Regions from separate parts of the Hordeum vulgare genome. Here region 1 is linked to region 2. A link is a contact called in public Hi-C data. All regions are on one chromosome and are shown on one strand. Each heading gives the region's core, a stretch centred on a gene start, on an enhancer-like site or on the middle of the called end of the contact. The rest is flanking DNA. Distances are from core to core; before and after follow the strand shown.

Region 1 (2,700 bases), core at 22-2,521, 45 kb after region 2:
TCATGAGCCAACGGATCACTAATAATACTCTTATGCTATTGATCTTCTAAGTTTTCTTGTCGTATTTAACTACATTTACAAATTGTGTGGATTAATTTATATTGGTATGTAATGTAGGATCAGACGAAATATGTACTCCAAAATTTGACATTATTGAAGTTCTAGCCATTGTTTTTCCTCGAGAATACCCTAGAAATTCACATTCTAACCGATGAAAGATCCGATGGCTTTTGAAAAGGCGGCGAAGGAAACGTGCAGAGATGGAGAATTGGCAAGTAGTCAAAACCTTAAGTGCTATATTTTCTCATGCATTTTTGCGCAAGGCAGCAGTAGTGCAATAGATGTGCACGTACCGAAATAGATGTGCACGCGCATTGCCAGTTATCTAGCACTGTATCGGCCGAAAGACTGAGATTCCATTCCGAGATGCCAATGTAAATGATTAACAATTCAGCTCGAACCTAACGTGTGCATGCATGCACTAAGTATCAGGAATCTCTTGAAAATTTATACTAGCATGCAATGCAAGAAGTTGCGAGGCGGCTGAAACAAAACGTGTCCCAGCTTGCAAAGCTAACTTGCATGATCAATGGTCAAAAAACATACTGAAGCTCATGATGAAACAACAGAAGCTGGGAACAAAATGCCGCATGACGTAATGACGAGACTTGGGACGGATCTCAGGAAGGCCCACGTCATCGTCTCACCAATTGCTTTAGCGACGAAAGCCATCTCCTCGCCATTTCCCAAAGTACAAACTTGCTCCGTTTCTATTTACTTCAGGTATTAGCTTTGACTGAAACCAAATTTTGTAAAATTTGATCAAGTTTGTAGAAACTATATAAACATTTACAGTATAAATTATATGATGTGAAAATAAGAGTCTTTCGCAACACGGCTTCACCGACCACAATTATTTTTGCAACACAAAGAGGAGGCCCGCCTCTGGGCGTTGGCGGGAGCTAAATATCTGAGTGCACTTATGTCGTCAGAGTACTCTTTTATTTTTGCTTGTCTAAATCTTCTTCTTAATTTATAAAAACTGGCAATTCTTTTGCTTTATTTTAAAAAAATATGTTGTGAAAATATATGCTATGATGAATCCAATAATATTGATTTAATGGTGTATATTATTAAAAGTATTTAAGGTTTAACTTTATACAAACCTAATATGTAATAAAATAAATAAAAACGAAGAGAGTACTTGTGCACACACGCACCAGACACTACTCGTGGGGAAACGAGTAGATAAAAAGTTCTCCTTACACCAGCCATACATTGGATCGGCGGACGGCTGAACGATTGCGCTGCCCTTGACGAGATCGGGTCCAAGTCTAGTGTTTACGTCGACATCAAGCAGGCACGTCCCAACGGCTTTAGCTCGCTCGGGTGGTCTGTTGACTCTTGTTTCATCATGAGTCTCACCAAGCTTGTTTGACCCTTCCGCGCCTAAAGTAGCCGCTGCAAAGCCGTGGTACATGCATGCTTGTGTGTGTGCATCAGGATAGCAACTTCTTGCATGCTCCAACTCGTTTCCAAGCTTGATGTTTTTTTTCTTCTTCTAACACGATAGAATTTTTTTAAAGAAAATCCAGATCTACCATAAACATTATTTCCTTCGTCCGGAATTACTTGTCGTACAAACAGATAAAAATAATTGTATCTAAAACTAGAATACATCTAGATACATACATTTTCATGACATGTATTTTTGGACCAAGGGAGTACAAAGCACCTCAAACTTCATGAAAACTCATCGAGCTCTCTAGAGCACCGAGTAATCATTATCAACGTCGGAACGAGCTGCTAATGCGCCTCTGACGTAGCTCACTTAGCAAAAACAGCTTGACCTTGTCTATGGCAACCGAAAAGTTTTTGTACACGTTGCCCAAATGACCAACGCCCTGAAGTCACAGTCGTTGGAGTTGAACCCTTAAATAGATCTAAAGTAACTGATATCAAATCTTGCCATCATGCACAACCACAAGAAATCCTAATCTCATCGCCGTAAGAGATGGCGGGATTTTAGAGGGTAGAATGTTTGGAAATCCAATTTGGCTCTAGGGAGCATATGTTCATGTGCGCACAAAATATATTTTGCAAAAGTCGGAAAAAATAGATGGGTTCATTATCGCACCAAAATGCTACCTCTAAATTTTTAGGAGAAATGTTTAAGCAATTTGACCTGTAAAATAAACAAGCCGGACAACAAATGGTACTTCCAAATGTTACGCTTAAATTTCGTTTTGCATAAAAGTTATCAATCACACTTGTTTCACTAACATGAACATCTAAAAAGACAGAAATTTTAAAAATTCATTTACTACTTATTTTGAATTTGTTATTCATTCAGGAGCATATGCTCCCAAGAGCCAAAACGGCACTTCCCTGTAGTAAGTGCTAGTTAATAAAGCTAAAGTAGTTTACTTGCTTCTTATTTTTGAAGGATAATAAGTAGTTACTTGTCAAAGTTACTCCCCCGCTATTGGTAGTCTAAATATTTTACTCCTACTTGCTATTTGTGAACACAGGTATGTACGTGTGTGGCAACGATCATGTATGATAATTAAAGCTCATGCGCTTTTTGGCTTAACTAAGGCATATGCATGCACACATGAACCACGAGCTGAATTGTTAATCGCTTCATCACTCCGGAATCCCTGATCTTTCTCGTTGTCTTCTCAAAGTATCCGATACTCC
Region 2 (2,700 bases), core at 87-2,586:
GACCAGAGATGAAAGAAATCATCAATAATCACACGTGCACACCTCGCCAAAACCTCACGTGAGAAAAATAAAATTTCTCATCTTATAGTAAGAAAGAGATGACTTAGGATTGCGAGCATTCAAACGCTTGTGATTGTGCGAGCATTGAGGCCACCGTCGACGAGAATGGTAATGAGTATTTTTTTTAGAAAAGGAGGATAAACCCCTGGGCTCTGCATTTGGACGATGTATGCAACAATTTTATTGATTATTTACAAAGATCATACAAAGTAATACATCAGTCAGCCGCAATCCACCATCTAGGCAACACTTGTTGCTACTCATGTCCCTTTGATGAAGGTGTGCCAAATATCCGGACCAAACACCAAACGAATATCACACCAAAACCTAACATCTATAGCCGGATGCCCCAGCCCGGCCACACATCAAGACTGGGTCCACCTAGTCCGGCGCACTCTCAAAGGATGTCACCGCCATCTTTCGCCTGTCCATCTCCAAAGCAGGAACTGACTCATCGACCTTGCCTGACCCGTCGTCGACGTCACCATGACGTCAGACAACTCCACCATCATGCACGTATCCGCTCACACGTGCCCGTTGCCAAACCTCAGCAGCGCCATGCCACCGGGATCCGCCGCCGGCCTTGCGATGAATGCGACACCGCTCCTTCACTTGTCCCGTCCGAACAACATTTGCTCCAAAACGAAGCCCCCGGAGGGACAACGGCATCGAAGGTGCCACCATCGTACGATCCGATAAATCTAGATCTAGGGTTTTCCCCTGAGCATTATCCGAGTGGGGTGCCAGAGCATCATCCGAGTGGGGTGCCATGACGTGCAACAATGATGCTTCGACAAGGGAACGACGTCCTAGACACCGTCATCGTCCGCCATGACCGAAACCAACCCGATTTTCACCGGAAGTCGTGTCACCCAGAACTCGTAGCTGGGTGAAATCGAATGGAGCCTCACCGCGGAGTCGAGGGCCGCCGTGGCATGCCGGCAGGGAGCCTCCAACCACCCCTCACCGGTCCTCCTCGCTTCATTAATTTTAGACAGTGATAAATAAATTATGAAATTTTCATGCGACGCAGCCCCCTCGAAACGTTGTTACATGCCTGTACTTATTATTTTATGGGAACCTCTTGGTCTGCTGAATGTATTCACACACACACTAGACCGACTACTCGTGGGAAGGTGAGGAGATAAGCCGGGCAAAGTTTTCGTTGCAGCAGCCTTTGACGTTGGGCGGCGGGCGGCTGGAAAATAGCGTGACCCTTTGACGTTGACGACATCGGGCCGGTCCAAGTCTCGTGTTCACGTCAGTGTATGTCGTTTCATAATGAGTTTCAGCAAAGCTTGTTCTGACCCTTCTTGCAAATCCGTGGCACATGCTGTGTGCTATGCGTACGTCGTCTTCAAGAGATTCCATTGATGCTTTGTTGATCAGACTAGTTAAAGTAGCTTGCTATTTGTAAACACAGGTCTGTACGTGTGTGTAAACACAGGTCAGACCTATAAAACGGAAAAACTAAGAGGGTGATTGGATCCAAAAGACTAAAAATAGTCTGACTAAAACTAGTCTTTTTAAGAGGCTAAAGTTCCAAGCACCTCTGAGTAAAGAGAGGCTAAAACTAGTCTTGAGGCTAAGAGGGTGCTTGGATACGTTTTAGTCCCATGACTAAAAGTAATGAGACTAAAACTTGCTAGCCTCATCCATGCTTGGATCCAAGTACTAAAGAGACTAAAATCAAGTTAATGAGCATTTATTATCCTCCAAACCCTCCAATCCAGAACTTGCATAAGGAGTTAAATGAGGAGAGAGAGGACTAATGCACATTTTAGTAGGGTACCCTTGACTAAAAGATTTTAGCCTCAAGATTAGTTTTAGCCTCTCTTTAGTCAGGGGTGCTTGGAACTTTAGCCTCTTAAAGAGACTAGTTTTAGTCAGACTAGTTTTAGTCTCTTGGATCCAAGCACCCTCTAAAATCTTTTAGTCAGGGGCACCCCTACTAAAATGTGCATTAGTTCTCTCTCTCCTCATTTAACTCCTCATGCAAGTTCTGAATTGGAGGGTTTGAAGGATAATAAATGCTCATTAACTTAATTTTAGTCTCTTTAGTACTTAGATCCAAGCATGGGTGAGGCTAGCAAGTTTTAATCTCATTACTTTTAGTCATGTGACTAAATCGTATCAAGCACCCTCTAAAATTTGAGACAAGTCCTATAAACCGAAAGGAGGAAGTATTAATTGTAGGCTAGCGATAAACAAATTATGGAATACAGTACTATTGATGGGACGCAGCCCCCTTGAAACGTGGATGCATGGCTGTACTTATTATTTTATGTGGACCTCTTGGTATGTTGAATGTACTCACACACACACTAGACTAGACTGATTACTCGTGGGAAGGCGAGGAGATAAGCCGGGCAAAGTTTTCGTTGCAGCAGCCTATGGATAGATGCCATCGATCAGCGGGCGGCTGGAAAATGACGTTGACGAGATCGGGACGGTCCAAGTCTCGTGTTCACGTCAGCAACGTCTTTAGCTTGGGTGGTATGTCGTTTCATGATGAGTTTCAGCAAAGCTTGTTTTGACCCTTCTTGCAAAGCCGTGGTACATGCTGTGTGCAGCAGGCTAGCAACTTCTTGCATGCTATGCGTACGTCGTATTCAAGAGATTCCATCGATACTTTGTTAA

Evidence for each region. A called contact is a pair of places that touch in the nucleus more often than the background predicts.
Region 1: a Hi-C map of an unstated tissue shows a contact between it and region 2, with 4 times the contacts expected there. The contact joins two enhancer-like sites. A contact is called at or near these places in 3 of 6 Hi-C or Micro-C datasets (leaf, seedling and an unstated tissue).

Annotation. Positions count from the first base shown.
Region 1 is chr4H:32,338,195-32,340,894 of MorexV3_pseudomolecules_assembly, forward strand. No RefSeq gene overlaps it. Among protein-coding and RNA genes, the nearest start is that of LOC123447729, 21 kb to the right of the region's middle. Within about 2 kb of position 1,272, at least 1 of the 3 cell types and tissues checked has open chromatin away from gene starts, as enhancers often do. A contact at or near this core is called in leaf, where this site is marked.
Region 2 is chr4H:32,292,640-32,295,339 of MorexV3_pseudomolecules_assembly, forward strand. No RefSeq gene overlaps it. Among protein-coding and RNA genes, the nearest start is that of LOC123447725, 59 kb to the left of the region's middle. Within about 2 kb of position 1,337, at least 1 of the 3 cell types and tissues checked has open chromatin away from gene starts, as enhancers often do. A contact at or near this core is called in leaf, where this site is marked.